3 separate regions of the Mus musculus genome follow, and regions 1 and 3 are each linked to region 2. Evidence: chromatin contacts called from public promoter capture Hi-C data. All regions are on one chromosome and are shown on one strand. Each heading gives the region's core, a stretch centred on a gene start, on an enhancer-like site or on the middle of the called end of the contact. The rest is flanking DNA. Distances are from core to core; before and after follow the strand shown.

Evidence for each region. Promoter capture Hi-C pulls out the DNA fragments that hold promoters and counts their contacts.
Region 1: a promoter capture Hi-C map of liver shows a contact between it and region 2, with 3 times the contacts expected there. The contact joins the promoter of Nifk here to the promoter of Tmem37 in region 2. A contact is called at or near these places in 1 of 39 promoter capture datasets (liver) and 2 of 9 other capture datasets (adipose tissue and liver).
Region 3: a promoter capture Hi-C map of hippocampal neurons shows a contact between it and region 2, with 2.1 times the contacts expected there. The contact joins the promoter of Htr5b here to the promoter of Tmem37 in region 2.

Annotation. Positions count from the first base shown.
Region 1 is chr1:118,319,239-118,323,823 of GRCm38.p6, forward strand. Nifk (nucleolar protein interacting with the FHA domain of MKI67) reads left to right here and starts at 2,605. Exons shown (of 7, transcript NM_026472.4): 1 at 2,605-2,759; 2 at 4,344-4,487. The coding sequence starts at 2,655.
Region 2 is chr1:120,072,028-120,076,704 of GRCm38.p6, forward strand. It overlaps Tmem37 (transmembrane protein 37), which reads right to left and starts at 1,753. Exons shown (of 2, transcript NM_019432.2): 1 at 1,685-1,753. The coding sequence starts at 1,705. It overlaps Gm41937 (a long non-coding RNA gene), which reads right to left. Exons shown (of 3, transcript XR_001779373.2): 3 at 4,059-4,239.
Region 3 is chr1:121,525,732-121,530,745 of GRCm38.p6, forward strand. Htr5b (5-hydroxytryptamine (serotonin) receptor 5B) reads right to left here and starts at 2,734. Exons shown (of 2, transcript NM_010483.3): 1 at 1,682-2,734. The coding sequence starts at 2,458.

The DNA of each region.
Region 1 (4,585 bases), core at 1,355-3,854, 1.8 Mb before region 2:
CTGCTGCCTGCTGCCTGCTGCCTGCTGCCTGCTGCCTGCTGCCTGCTGCCTGCTGCCTGCTGCCTGCTGCCTGCTGCCTGCTGCCTGCTGCCTGCTGCCTGCTGCCTGCTGCCTGCTGCCTGCTGCCTGCTGCCTGCTGCCTGCTGCCTGCTGCCTGCTGCCTGCTGCCATACCCCCTACCATGAGTGTCATGGACTCACTCTCTGAAATGTAAGTTCTAAATAGATTCTTCCTTCTATAAGTTGCCTTGCTGGTGATGTGTCACCACACTATTAGAAAAGTAACTAAGGTGCTGGGTGAATTGTGCATGCCAGAACTTGGGAAGTAGAAGCTTTGTGTTTACAGAAGATGGGCTCTCTCAACTCTCTTGGCTGCCTGCCCATGCTTCCTGCTACCATTTGCTGCCATGACTTCTCTGCTATCATGGACTCTTCCTCCGGAGCTATATACCAAAGTAAACTCCTTTCCCCATAATTTCCATTGATCAAGGTGTTTTATCACAGCCACAGGAAGGTAACTGATACACTCAGGAAGAGGGAGCTTCAATTAAGGAGTTGCCTCCATCAGATTGGCCTGGGGATGTGTCTTTTGGGGCATTTTCTTGATTGGTGGCTGACGTAGGAGAGCTCAGTCCACCGTGGATGCCAACATCCTTTGACAGATGGCCTGAGTTATATAAGAAAAGTGGTTGAGTGTGAGCCTGGGAACAAGCCAATAAGCAGTGGTCCTGCATGGTTTCTACTTCAGTTCTTGCCTTGGTTTCTCTCGATGATGGATTTTAACCTATAAGGAACAAAATCTTGCTTCTCCCCCAGGTTGGTTTTGGTTTGTCTTATCATAGCAACAGAAAGAAAACTAGGACATCCCCAGAGGACAGCCTGCTGGAGTTGGTCCTCACCTTCTACCATTTGGGTTCTATGGTCCAGTTCAGGCCTTCAGCCTAACCTCCATAGCCTTTACCCTCAGACCCATCTTGCCATTGATTGCCTTCCTCCTTTTGTAGGGACAGGGAGGGTCTCATGTATCGCTGGCTGCCTAGATGTTGGTTTACTCAGAGTTGGAAGTAGAAGCCAGAGCTTCATAAAAGGCAGGTAAGCTCTGTGCTGAGCCTGCACCTCCAGCCCCTCTTCCAGTGTTCCTTATGTCATAACATTCCCCAAAGGGGCTTAAGGAAGCCCCATCTCCCCAGAAGTTGCTCTCTTAGATAAAGGGCTTCTTTTTTTATCCACTGAGTCTCAAAAATATTTTGCTTAAAATAATCTTCAGACCGGGTCAGTAAGGTGGCTCAACAAGTAAAGGCACTTGCCACTAAGCCTGAGTCCCCAAAACCCATACCGTGGAAGGAAAGAACTACAGCAAGTAGTCCTTTGACCTAGACACATGCGATGCAGCACAAGGGTGCACACACCCATACTCACTGACAGGCATACACTACACACAAAATCAATCAACCTGTCAATCAATTAATCTATAAGTAAATAAACAAATGGAGAAAAGACAACTGTTTCAACATAAGAAACTCTTACAAGCTTCTCCTTTTGTTTTCTCAAAATTCCTATTGTGTTACCTAAAGAAACTTACTAGGGAACTCAAGAGATGGCTCTGTGGTCAAGAGCTCACAGTCCTTAATTCCAGTTCCAGTGTTCTGATGCCCTCTTCTGGCCACTGCAGGCACTGCACATATAGGGTACATATACAGGCAAAACACTCATCGCATAAAAATAAAATAAATGGGGACTAGACAAATAGCTCACAGTTAAAAGTATTTTCTGCTCTTCCAGAGGACTTGAGTTCAGTTCCCAGTACATTGGACATCTCTCAACAGCCTGAACTCCAAGTTCAGGAGATCCGACACCATTATTCTCTATGGTCATCTGAATTCCTGAACACATACCCACTCACAGACACAGGTGTATAATATCAAAAATATAAATAGGTGTTGGATTATGCTGTGGAGACTTCCATGATGAGGACTGGTGGAATTTCAAGTCCTGAACTTGAGAGACCTCGGGGACTGGTGGAATTTTTTTCTTGTAGGGCAGGGTCTGGCCACTCTCCCACTTTTGGATGGTTAGAAAACCATTAGGGACGTTGGAAAACATGCGGGGGTGGGGGGACTGGGGAGGTTGGCCACTGGATCTCCTCAGGCAGGGGCCTGGCCACTTTCCTGCTTGAGCGTTTACAAAGTTTACAAAAGGAGCCCACAGAGGGGAAGGCTTTTCCTGTTGCACGTTGGCATGAACAGGCAACGGGCATGGCTAATGTTTGAGACTTTAAATTTGTTTTTGAGTCCATGGAGCCCAGGCTGTCTTCGAACTATGTTTATGAGAATGGCGCTGAACTCCTGATCCTCCTGCCTCTACCTCCCAAGTGTTGGGATTACAGATGGGGGCAGGGGGCGTGGCTCCAGTCACATTTTATGAGGCACTGGGTTTCAAACCTAGGACTGAGAACAAGCGCTTCACCAACGGAGCCTTAATCCGATTTTAAATGTTTTTAGTTTGTGGCCAGTAGGTGGCGCTCGAGCTGCCTCAATTCTAGACACCGGGGCCTGCTCTTTTGCTACACTTCCGCCTCTACTTCCGCTTCCGAGACGCGAAGGAAACGTCACTTCCGAAGGCTCCGCGTGGATTGACTTGTTCGGGTTCTCCAGCATGGCTGGGTTAGCAGGCCCCGCGAAGCCGAGTCTGGCATTGAACCCGCAGGAAGACTCGCAGTTTGAGAAGGCTCTGACGCAGATCCAAGGGCGCACGAAGAAGGTGAGCGGCGCGGGGCGGCCGGGCTGGCTCGGGAGCCAACCTCTCACGGGCTGGGAGACGATGGTTCCAATCAGGGGACCGAGGCAGGTCAGGAATCGGTGTGAGGTGAAGGAGGAGGGGTACCACGTGTGGGAGCATGGCACCCCCAGATCTCAGAATGTGTTAAAGCTGCCACGCTTCCGCTTTGACCTGCAAAATGAGGGTTCATGGTCTACCGCAGCATTCGGAAGGTGTGTTATGTCCCCTTAGTTTGTAGTGCTTAGAAGACGGAGTAGACGTCCCGAAGCCCACGTCCTGGGAGGATCGAGAGTCAGAATACAGCTCAGGGTCAGAATTCAGAATAGGGCTTCAACCTGTCAACCTGTCGAGTTCAGTTTGTATGCAATGTCCCTAACGGAAGTTTATAGTCCCTTTGGTTTGCACCATGGAGTGCATTGGAGAGAACGACAGCTTTTCTTTTTTTATTGTTGTTGTCCTGGGGGTCTTTTGGGAGGGTCGCTTTTGTTACAGTGTCAGTATAGGGTTTATTGTAGCCCAAGCTCACCTCACATTTGCTGTGCAGTCGAGGTCTTGAACCCCCTATATCCACTTCATGAATACACTATAGGTCACCCGGTACCCTACCTGACAGGAAACAAGTTCTTGTTCTCTGGGGTCATAGTATGGTGATAGAGAAGGAGAGTCTGCACCATGAAGGTTAACAACCGGAAACAGTTAAGATTCGGTGTAATAAACTGCCAACTGCATTCGGAGTTGAAGGTCTTGGTTTCACAGTGTTACTCTGAACATGACAGACTGTTACTTGCTTGTCCATTTAGCTCTTGAACACATGTTGTGCTGACTGTTTTGTAGGGACAGGTGGGTGTGGACATATGTGTGCCTTGGTGTGCATCATGGTGCGTGCGTGTGTGGGAGTCTGTCTCTTGCAGAGTCTGTGGCTCTGTGTGATTGAACTCAGGCCTCAGCCTTGCTCAGCAAGTGCTTAAGGGAAGAGAGATACCAAACACGGAGTTTTTCAGTTTCTGCCCTGATAGAGTTATGAGTTTGTTCCTGGACCAAGGGGAAAGAATGGTGTTGAAAATTTGTTGCAGGCCAGGCAAGGTGACTTTTACCTTCAATCCTAGTGTTGGAGAGGCAGAGGCAGGCAGATCTCCACCTAGCCTCTGAAAGGACTTTAGGAAGCTGGGTGGCGGGGACACACACCTTTAATCTTAGCACTCAGGAAGCAGGGGCAGGTGGATCTGTGTGAGTTTGAGCCTAGCCTGGTCTACAAAGCTAGCTCCAGGACAGCTGGGGCTACCCAAAGAAACTCTGTCTCAAAAAAAAGAAAAAGACATTAGAATTAATTTACTCTGAGGTTATGGAATGGTAACATACTTTCGTTGAAAAATAAAGACCTTTGCAGGGCATGGTGATATAGGACTTTAATCTTAGCATTCAGCAGTTAGAGGCCAGCCAGGTCTACGTAGTGAGTTTTGGGCCAGCCAAGGCTCCATAGTGAGATCCGGCTCAGAAAAATGTGTATACGCACAAACGTTTTGGTGTAGTATGAGTTTGTATTTTTAAAATGTTTATCTGTTTTAGCCTCAGCAAAAGAAGAAAGAAAAACTTAACCGTGGAGTAGTTTATCTGGGCCACCTACCTTCAACACTTTCTGAAAGCCACATCTATAACTACTGTGCCCAGTTTGGCGACATTAGCAGATTCAGATTGTCTAGAAGTAAGCGGGTAAGATTCTGTTCCTGAATTCAACTATGTATATTTTGCTTGTCAATTGTATGTCATCCTTTGTATTCATAGGCACAGCGTTGTTACCTACAAAGTTC
Region 2 (4,677 bases), core at 503-3,002:
TCTCCACTGAAGGGTGATAATGGTACCTAACACCTTAGGGACCTTAGGTACTGTTATGGGATGAAGTCATTGTTCAAGTTCCCCTCAGAATAGGGACGAGTGCTCTCCCACCCTGCGCTGACAGATGGGTGTAGCTCATCTTCCTCACTTGCACAGGCAGCTGAGTCTGGGGCAAATATGCCTCCTGTCCTCCTTCCTCCTCTTCTGCTCCCTCCTCCCTCTCCTCTTGCTGCCTCTCCCTTGCTTTCTCTTCCCCCTCTCTCCTTCTCCCACCCCTTTACCTCTTACTGCCTCTTCCTCACCCTCTCTCCCTCCTCCTCCCCTCTCCCTCCTCCCCTCCCTCCTCCCTCTTCCCCTAAAGGGGCTCCTACCTATGGCGGGTTAGTTTAGCTCCTCCCACACCCACACTGGTTTCTGAGTATCTCCTTTAGGGGTGCCCCCACACCTTGGCTCATTCCTCCATTCCTCCTGTGCCTTCCCTTCCCTGGAGATGGTCTGGAATATACCCAGGAACAAAGAAAAACAAGTCACCGAATCAGAGTCCCTACCACACCCTAGCAACTGAGTTCTGGATAAAAGAGTTTGAGGGTGGCCTTGCAAGGTTTTTCTTTTCTTCTTGTTACCAAAAGTGTGAGTGAGGTTCGGAGTTGGGAAGACCTGAATTTGTGTACATCCTGTCACTTGGCTACCCACTGTGGCCAGGTTACTTTCGAGCCTCAGTTATCTCTCTGTAGAATGGGTAGAGCTGTAGAGGTGGCCTATTCTTATAATGCCAGCTACTGGAAGGCTAAGGAAGCAGGGTGAATTGAGCCCAGGAGTCTAAGAGCATCCTGAGCAACAAAGAACAGATCCTGTCTATCTCAAGCAGTGCTGATAATGATAAAAATAATGATTAATGGGCGGAACAGTACCTAAAATTATCAGGGCCTGAGCACCTGGAGGCAGAGTCAACTGACCTCTGTACTTCTCAGGGCAAGACCGGACAGTGGACAGCCTGGAGCACAGCCAGCCACCGGGATGCCTGGGTGAGCAGGAAGCTGGCCCGCGGGGTAGTGGACACTTCCGACCGCCTTTTGAAGCGGGCAGGAATGCAGAGATTCTCAGCCAACACAAACACTCAGCATTGCTCCAAAAGAAGCCAGATCTTAGGGGAAGCGGCCGCTCCTGTCCTGGGAACCGTTTACCTCGAGTGTCAGGTCCCCAGCGAATCCAGTCCCACCTCAGTTCCACCTAACTCCTCAAACGCGCTTCGGAGGAAGATGATATTTGCAGTCGCCCTCTCAGAAAGTTCTGGCTTCGCGAGCAACGTCCTCGTCCGTTACATAAACCAAGCCTGGCATTTTCTAAGTCTACCCTGACAGTCCGCAACTCTAGACCCCCAGTTTTTAAAGATTCTCAACGACCCCCGAGAAAAGCCTAACTGGTGACCCTGCAAAAAAGTTTGGTGGTCTCTGGTGCTCATCAGAGGCCGAGAAGACCGTGCAGAGCGAGCTGCATTGGGGTAGCAGGTACCCCCCCCCCCCGACCTCTCAGAGGAACCTTCCGGGGGAAGGGTGTCCCAGAAAGACCTGGGCACCTTGGGGAGTTGTCACCCTAACCCAAAGTTTCAGTCACTGAGAGTTCCCAGTCCTCCCCCATGATAGACTGTACCCCGGCTCTGCGCCCCGCGGGTCCCTCAGGTTACCTGCGCGCCGATGGCCGTCATGCTGCGCTCTGGTAGGCAGCGCTGTCGCCTGGCCTAGCTGTCGCACTCGTGCACTTGTGCTCGGCCACGGGGCTGGCCCTCTATCTGGGCGGGGCGCAAGCCGGGGGCGGGGGCTTCGCGGTCACTGGGCTGCTCGGGTTACGCTGACTCAGCAGCGCCCTGGGTCCCAGAGAAGGGGTGAGCGGTGACCCGGCTCGCGATCTTCCCCTGGATGCAGATTCCTCGAGGACTGGGAGATTTGGTTCCAGTCCAAGATTGAAGGGCCAAGAGTCGGGAAGGAGCACCTAGGTGCAAAGTGGAGGATCCCGCCAGGATTCTGGTTTCTACACCGGGTGTGTGACCTTGGACCGCTAGTTTAACACCGCAGAGCCTTGGTTAATAAGTGAGATACTATGTGATTGGCTGGCCTGTTACAAAGCTTTTGTGACATGTGAGTGGACCAGAACCTTCACTTGTCTTAGTTTACTCGTTAAGGAGGATGTGACGGCGTCCTTGACTCCTAGTCCCCTCGGGAACTATCAGCAAACACTAGGTCAAATGTGGTGGCAGATTCCTGTAAATCCAGCATTTGAAGGGCTGATGCAGAGGGATTGCCTTGAGTTAAAGGCCAGTCTGGGTTATTTGAGCAGCCTGGGATACAGGGTCAGACTCTGTAATCACGGAGAGAATGGAGGAGAGGGTTGGGAAGGAAGAGGAGGGGGAGGAAGAGAAAGGACAGGAGGGAGGAGGCGTGGAGGGGTGACTAAGAGCTTAGTGCAGCAAGCAGGAGGCCCTAGATTCTTTTCCCAGCCGCATAAGTAAAGGAGAGTGGGAGGGGGTATAGATGGGTATGCTAAAATACTCCCACCCCCAAAGGGTGGAAGGTGTGGTCTGAGGGCGAGGGTTTCAGCTAGCATTTCCTACTTCCTTCCTCCAGCCTGGGGAAGAAGGTGGGTGGGGTCCTACATAAAATAAAATAAAGTAAGATGCTGACTAAGGACTAGATTAGATGGAATAAATCATCTATCTTGTTCTGGCCAGCAGATTGCTCTCTTGTTTACCTATGGACATTGAAAAGAATACACTTATATCCTCTGGAAGGAGCCATGAGGGAAACCAGGAAGATGCGGCCTCACATGCATTCTCTGCTTCCCAGTTCATCTGATTCCACAGAAAGCTTTGCTCAGCCCCAGAGCCAGTCCTGGGGCAGACAGATAGGGTGTGGACACATGTCCCTGCCTCCTCTTGCTTTCCCACTCTGAGTGAAGGCTAGCTGAGATGCTGGCTGCTGCAAACACACATTGCTGGGCCCCTCCCTGGAACTTCTGACCAGTGGGACCAGGCTGAGACCTGCCGTGAGTGGCGTTAGGTACTGCTAGCTCTGGGTTAGAGCCTGAGCTAAGACTAAGGGCAGTCGGCCAGGTCCATCCAGCCACTTGGCTTTTCTCCATCCACCGGCCTCCTCTCCATGGCACTACCTGCTTTCTCCCCAGTCCAGGATTCTAGAAGCCAGGTGTTCATTTCTCCAGTGCAAGGAGCACCTAGCTCTCCCCCAGCCTGGGGGCCTGGCTGTCCTTTGAAGCAGTTCTAGAATACTCTCTGGAGGAACCTGGGTTGCTCTTTTTCACCAGATCTGAGCATGGCCCGTGCCTGCATTCCATCCCCAGGACTACATAAGTGAGGTGTGATGTTATAAACACCTGAGATCACAGCACTTGGGAGGTGGAGTTGGGAGGATCAGAAGTTTAGTCATTTTTGACTACATGATAAGTTTAAGGCTAGTCTGGGCCACATGAGACCTTGTCTCAAAAAGAGGGAAAAAAAATAGTTGTCCAGTTTCATAATCTGCTCCCATCTCGTGCCTTCTGAGAGTGTACATGTCTGTGGGTAGGGTGCCTTTTAGCTGTTTATACAACAGCTAAAGACCTTCTTGCTGACAAGGCGGTCTAAGAAGCAGAAATGAGGAAGTGTCTGTCCAGTTCCCAAAGGGAGTACAGAACAAACGCCTGGAGTCTGGGTGGGGCTTGTGCCAAGATCTGGCACCCTAGGCTTGAGGAACCCACAACACTCCCTCAGCACACACCCTCTTCCCAGTGCCACAACAGAGGCAGACATTATCCCGAGGCAGAAGCAGAGACATTACAAAGAGAGACCCTTGTGGTGGCACAGGCCTTTAAGGCTGGCACCCTCGAAGCAGAGACATGCTGATCACATAGGCTAGCCTGGGTTACTCAGTGAGGTCGTGTGCTTCTCTCCCTTTGGCTTTCAGACATGGATCCCAAGGAATTGGAATTTCCCCAGGAAGCCCGTGCTAGAGAAGGAAAGACTGGGCCTGGTACCATCGAGAGCAGAGATTTGTCTCCTAGAGACAATCTTTTTTAAAGATTTATTTATTATTATATCTAAGTACACTGTAGCTGTCTTCAGATGCACCAGAAGAGGGTATCGGATCTCATTACAGATGGTTGTGAGTGACCATGTGGTTGCTGGAATTTGAACTCAGGACCTTCGGAAGAGGAGTCGGTGCTCTTAACCACTGAGCCATCTCTCCAGCCCTGGGAAGAGATTTTTAAACAACCCTGGTAACTTGTTAGACCACCTTGTGGGAGAGACTGATGCTGAGACAAGGCTGGGTCAGTGATGGGCATGGCCACACCTTGGCCAGGACAGCTTGGCTATACACAGCTCTTGCCCTCTGTTTAAACCTGAACCTCGTGTCAGGACCCTGAGGCTAGAGTAGGGTGTTCCTCTTGTTTGGGGTATGGCCAGTGAATAACTCTCTGCTTTTCACTTCCCACTTGTCTGTTGAATCAGCCCTTTGAGGACCAGTGGCAGAGTCTGGCTTGTTAGGGTTGCCAGGGTCCAGGCTGTGACCTTCAAAACTCCAGTAACAACAGGAATGTCCTAGGAAGGAGTCCATGGTAGACAGGAACAGGCAGGGTAGAGCCTGGGTGTCAGAGCCAGGGGCAGCTTGGACAGGTAGGGTGAGCTCT
Region 3 (5,014 bases), core at 1,484-3,983, 1.5 Mb after region 2:
CTTCAGTTGGTGGGGTCTTCCTCGGGGGAAGACTGGGGGTGTGACTCAGTTGGTAGAATGCTTGCCCAGCATGCATAAAGCTGTAGGTTTCATTCCCAGAACCACACAAAGCAGGAATGGTGGTACTGCCTCTGACTTCCACACTTTTGGGGGTGAAGGAGGAAGGATCAGAATTTCAAGGTCATCCTTTGTCACTCAGGAAGTTCCATGCCAGCTTGCAATACCTGAGACCCTGCCTTAAAAATATTCAATTGTTAAAAACTAGTAACCTACGTGTTTAAAAATGAGGAAAAGGAGACACACAAGTATTAATGGATGTCTGGAATGGAAACTACAACCCAGGTTCTCTCTCCCAAATCTCCAGGAGACATCTCTGGGATTGGGATAAGTAAACAAAGGGACACACACAGAGACACACACACATAGACACAGACACACACAGACACACAGACACACACACACACACACACACACAGAGAGAGAGAGAGAGAGAGAGAGAGAGAGAGAGAGAGAGAGAAGGGGGGGTTGGGAAGTGGCTTATAGAGTTTTAGAATCTGGTCACTGTGAAGAAGAACCTGGGGTCAATGACAATAAAGAGTGACAGCTACAGGTATTTCTTTACTTATATTAACGTAATTGACATTCCACAGAAGTCCAGGACAGTCTAGTCTAGCCAGGATCAAGAAGATGGCAACTCCAGACCTGATGTGGACAGAGCCACTCCAGGATCGAAGGAATGATGACTGCTGCTAAGTATTGGTGTGTGTGTGTGTGTGTGTGTGTGTGTGTGTGTGTGTGTAACATTTACGAGTTTGTGTGCATGTGTGGTCCACATGGAGCTCAGAGGACAACTCTCAGGGATAGAGCTCAAGCTGTCTTGGCTGCCTAAGACCAGCTAGGTAGATAGGACTTGATCACTATCAAGAAAGACAGGCTGGGGATGTAGCTGAGTTGGTAGAGAGTTGCTTCCGGTACAGGAAACCCCGGAGTTCCATTCCCTTCCTCTCCCTCCACCACCCCACCCCCGCCCCAATTCAAGGAGATTGGTAATGCATGCCTGTAATCCTCCACTTGAGGCCAGGGGATTAGAAGTCCACGGTGGGTTTTTTGTTTGTTTGTTTGTTTGTTTTGTTTTGTTTTGTTTTTCGAGACAGGGTTTCTCTGTATAGCCCTGGCTGTCCTGGAACTCACTCTGTAGACCAGGCTGGCCTCGAACTCAGAAATCCACTTGCTTCTGCCTCCTGAGTGCTGGGATTAGAAGTCCAAGGTTATACTTTTCCATAAAAAGTTGGAGTTCAATCTGGGCCTCATGAGACCCCGTCTCAAAACAACACACACACACACACACACACACTCACACACACACACACACACACACACACACGAGGTTTGGAGGCTCCAGAGCTAGTTCTCATGTACAAGTTTAGAAAATAATTTTCACAGGTGCATATCCCGCAGGTGGTTCTCTAGAAATACAAGCGCTAAGCCACCCCACGAGCTCAAGAGCAGATGGCCTTCTCCCGCGCTCCAGATGCGACATTTCCTCTCCTCTCTTACACACCAAAGTCCAAACTCCGTTCTACTCTTCCATTTTCTATTTTTATTTCTTTCCAGGACCCTTCCTCCGCACTACCCCCACCCCCACATCCACACCGAGAAATCCACAAAGAGTCCCTGTTACCTGCGTGGTGGCAGGAAGCGGTACCACCGCCCGCCGTCTGCGGCCGAATCGAAATTTGGCGGCTTTGTATATTTTCCAGTAGACGAAGAGCACCACCGCCAGAGGCAGGTAGAAGGCTCCGCAGGTGGAGAAGACAGCATAGGAGGGCTCCTGGCTCACCTGGCAACGCTGCAGCCGAGCATCATAGGCTTCGCCCCAGCCAAAAAGCAGCGGGGCGAGAGCAATGAGCGCGGACAGTGCCCAGGTGATCGCGATCATGAGCGCAGAAGCACGGCTCCGGGTGCGCAGCGTGTACTGCAGGTGGCGCGTGATAGTCCAGTAGCGATCCAGGGCGATGGCCGCCACGTTCCAGATGCTGGCGGTGCAGCACAACACGTCGAAGGAGATCCACACGTGGCACAGACTCCTGCCTAGCTGCCAACGTCGCCCAACGGACAACTCGCTCACCAGGCTCAGAGGCATCACCAGAGCCGCCACCAGGACATCCGAGACGGCTGTCGAGGCCACCAAGTTATGTGGCACGCGGTGGAAGGCGCGGACACGCAGGATAGTCACCAGAACTAGCAGATTCCATAAGAAAGTGGCAACGATCAGCAACACCAGTAGAGTCACCACAAGCACGGTGAAAGCAGAGAAGGGCGGCTCGCGGCCAGGCAAGATGAGCCCACCTGGGGTGGATCCCATGCTCCTGCCGGAACTTGGGCTGTCACTGCAGCTCTCGGGTCCCGGAGGAAAGGCAAGGCCGGGAGTGGCGCCTGAGAGGTTAGAAACTTCCATTATTCAGGGACTTGGGCTCTGGGGCAGGAGATGTGCCCGTGGTTGCATGAACTGTGGATAGGTGGCGAAGCAAGAGAAGCAAGAGAGGCACTCCGCGCGCCCAGCAACGCAAAAAGATGTCCAAACCGCGCCACCCTTGTCCCTTTTCCAAACTGCAGCCTCCTTTTGGCGCTTCTTTTGGCCTTTTTCGTGGACCCTCTTTTCCAGATGAGACTCCTTAGTCCAGCTTTGCCCAGCGCATCAAACCGACTGCAGAGGATTGGGGACTGGTGCCTGGGCTCAATAGAGACCTTCCCTGAATGGTTGCTGGAACCAAAGGGCTCCTCGTGTGGGCTGAAATGGGCGGAGGAGTTTTGGAGCCTCCACCAATAGGAGCTGTAGCTGTAGCGCAGTACTAGCGGTCTCCCACCTCCGAGGGGCGGAGAGAAAGCTAGCAGCGGTCGCCTCAGGGAAAAGTTGTTAACATCCTGTTGGAATTCCATAGCTACCACCTCCGCAGATCCCTCAAGTGGACTTGTTGGTTCTGTTAGACACTGAGACATTGTTGGGCTACCAGCCAAAGGCATTGTGGTTTCCTGGAGCCCTGATTCTACCTGTATCCAGAGTAAGAGTCCCAAATATTGGAGTGCATGAAACAGAAAGTTCTGCTCCCCAGCTGTTAGGTGCTAGGTGCTCAGTGCTCTGTGCTCCATCCCAGCTGCTTGGTGCCCAACTCATAGGGAGGGTTTCTTGGACCTTGCAGTTTATCCCTTAGTTTTATGCTAACAACTCCAGGCTGAAGCTGTTGGACAGAGATCTAGAAGAGGGACAGTTTCCAACCTGCTTGCCATGTCTAACTTCAGGTGCTCCACCTCCTTTTGGTTTCTAATAGTCTACTATCCTCTTCCAGTTTAAACCTGAGGTTTTATTGTTGCAACTTTGTTTCTTGTGGTGCTGGGGATGAAGGCAGGGGTCTTGTCCAGGATAGGCAGGCACCCCACCCCGCAGCTACTCTCATTTACCCTTGGGTAAAGGAAAACGGCACTTACGTGAAATTCTCTTCACCCTCCTCCAACATCCCCATTCCATTTTCAATCTCATTCTTTAAATTACTTTTACGTGTGTGTGTGCGTGTGCGTGTGCGTGTGCGTGTGTGTGTGTGTGTGTGAGAGAGAGAGAGAGAGAGAGAGAGAGAGAGAGATCATGAGGAGGTCAGAGAAAAACTAAAGGAAGTCAGTTGTTCCTGTCCACCGTGTGGATTCCAGGGATGGAACTCAGAGCTAGGGAATTCAGATCTTCAGGCTTGGTGCCAACTGTTTTGACCCAGTGAACCATCTTGCAGGCCCCAGTCTCATACTTTAAAAAAGCATATCAAGTTGGATGTGGTAGCATACACCTTTCTTTAATCCCAGCACTCAGGAAGCAGAGGCAGTTTTGAAGCCAGCCTGACCTACACAGTCAGCTCCAAGACAGCTGGGACCACAGAAAAACCCTGCCTCAGAAGCAAGCAAACAAACAAACAAACAAATAATAAAAAGTATATCAAAGTATATTGTATGAAAAAGTCTTAAGTAAAAATAATTGGCTATTTTAAGAGCATAATGTGATTACTCTAAAGCTGTGGCTGTTGGTGGGAGTCAAACAGAAACTTGAGATAGCATCCTTAAGGTTGGAACAAAGGTCAGACGGTTGAGGGTTCACCTAGCATATCAGTCTCGTATGCTGGTGTGTATATGGTTGCAATCCCAGCAGTTGGCTGGGGGTGGGGGTGGAGGTAGTTGGATCAGAAATTCAAAGCTGTCTTCTAATGTACATAGCTATTCATAGTAATATGCATAGCTATACCTCTAATAGACATAACTATACCTAGTAAGTAAGGTCAAAGCCAGATGAGCAAGACTTTTTCTGGTTTTCTTTCTGTTGCTGTGATAAATACCCTAACAAAAGCAACCTTAAGTGGGAAAGGATTTATCCGTGGCCCATCATTGCTAAGCAGTGATCCTCCAGGATCCTGCAGGATCCTGCAGGAGCTTGGGACAAGCAGGGAGAAATGAATACAGGGTTGGAGAGTGTCCAAGTAGCTTTTCCTTCTTTCCTACACCCCAAGACCTAAACCCAGGATTGGTGCTGCCCTCTTTCAAGCTGTGACTTCCTATACCACTTGAGGTAGTCAAGAAAATTCCCCATAGACAAGCCCGTAGGTCAAGCTGATGTAGAAAAATCCTCACAGCAACTCTCTTCTCAAAAGGTAATTATACATTTTGCCAGTTGAACCTGGTCATCAAGAGCCTGTCACAAAACAAACAATAACAAAACTCAGTGTCTATGCCTATGGTCTTTTAGGGACAAAGGAGGCCAAGCAAGCGATGTGTTGGAAGAGTTAGTGGCCTCTGCACCCTGTCAGTGACCTCCCAAGATGATGACCCAGAAAGGCCTGCTAGGCTAGAGCAAGCAAAGTGCCTTCCCCCAGCTCCTCATTCCTGTTTTGTGTGGTGTGGTGTGCTGTGGTGTGGTGTGCTGTGGTGTGGTGTGTATACCCATGTATGCATGTTTACATGTGTGTGAGTGTGTGTGCCA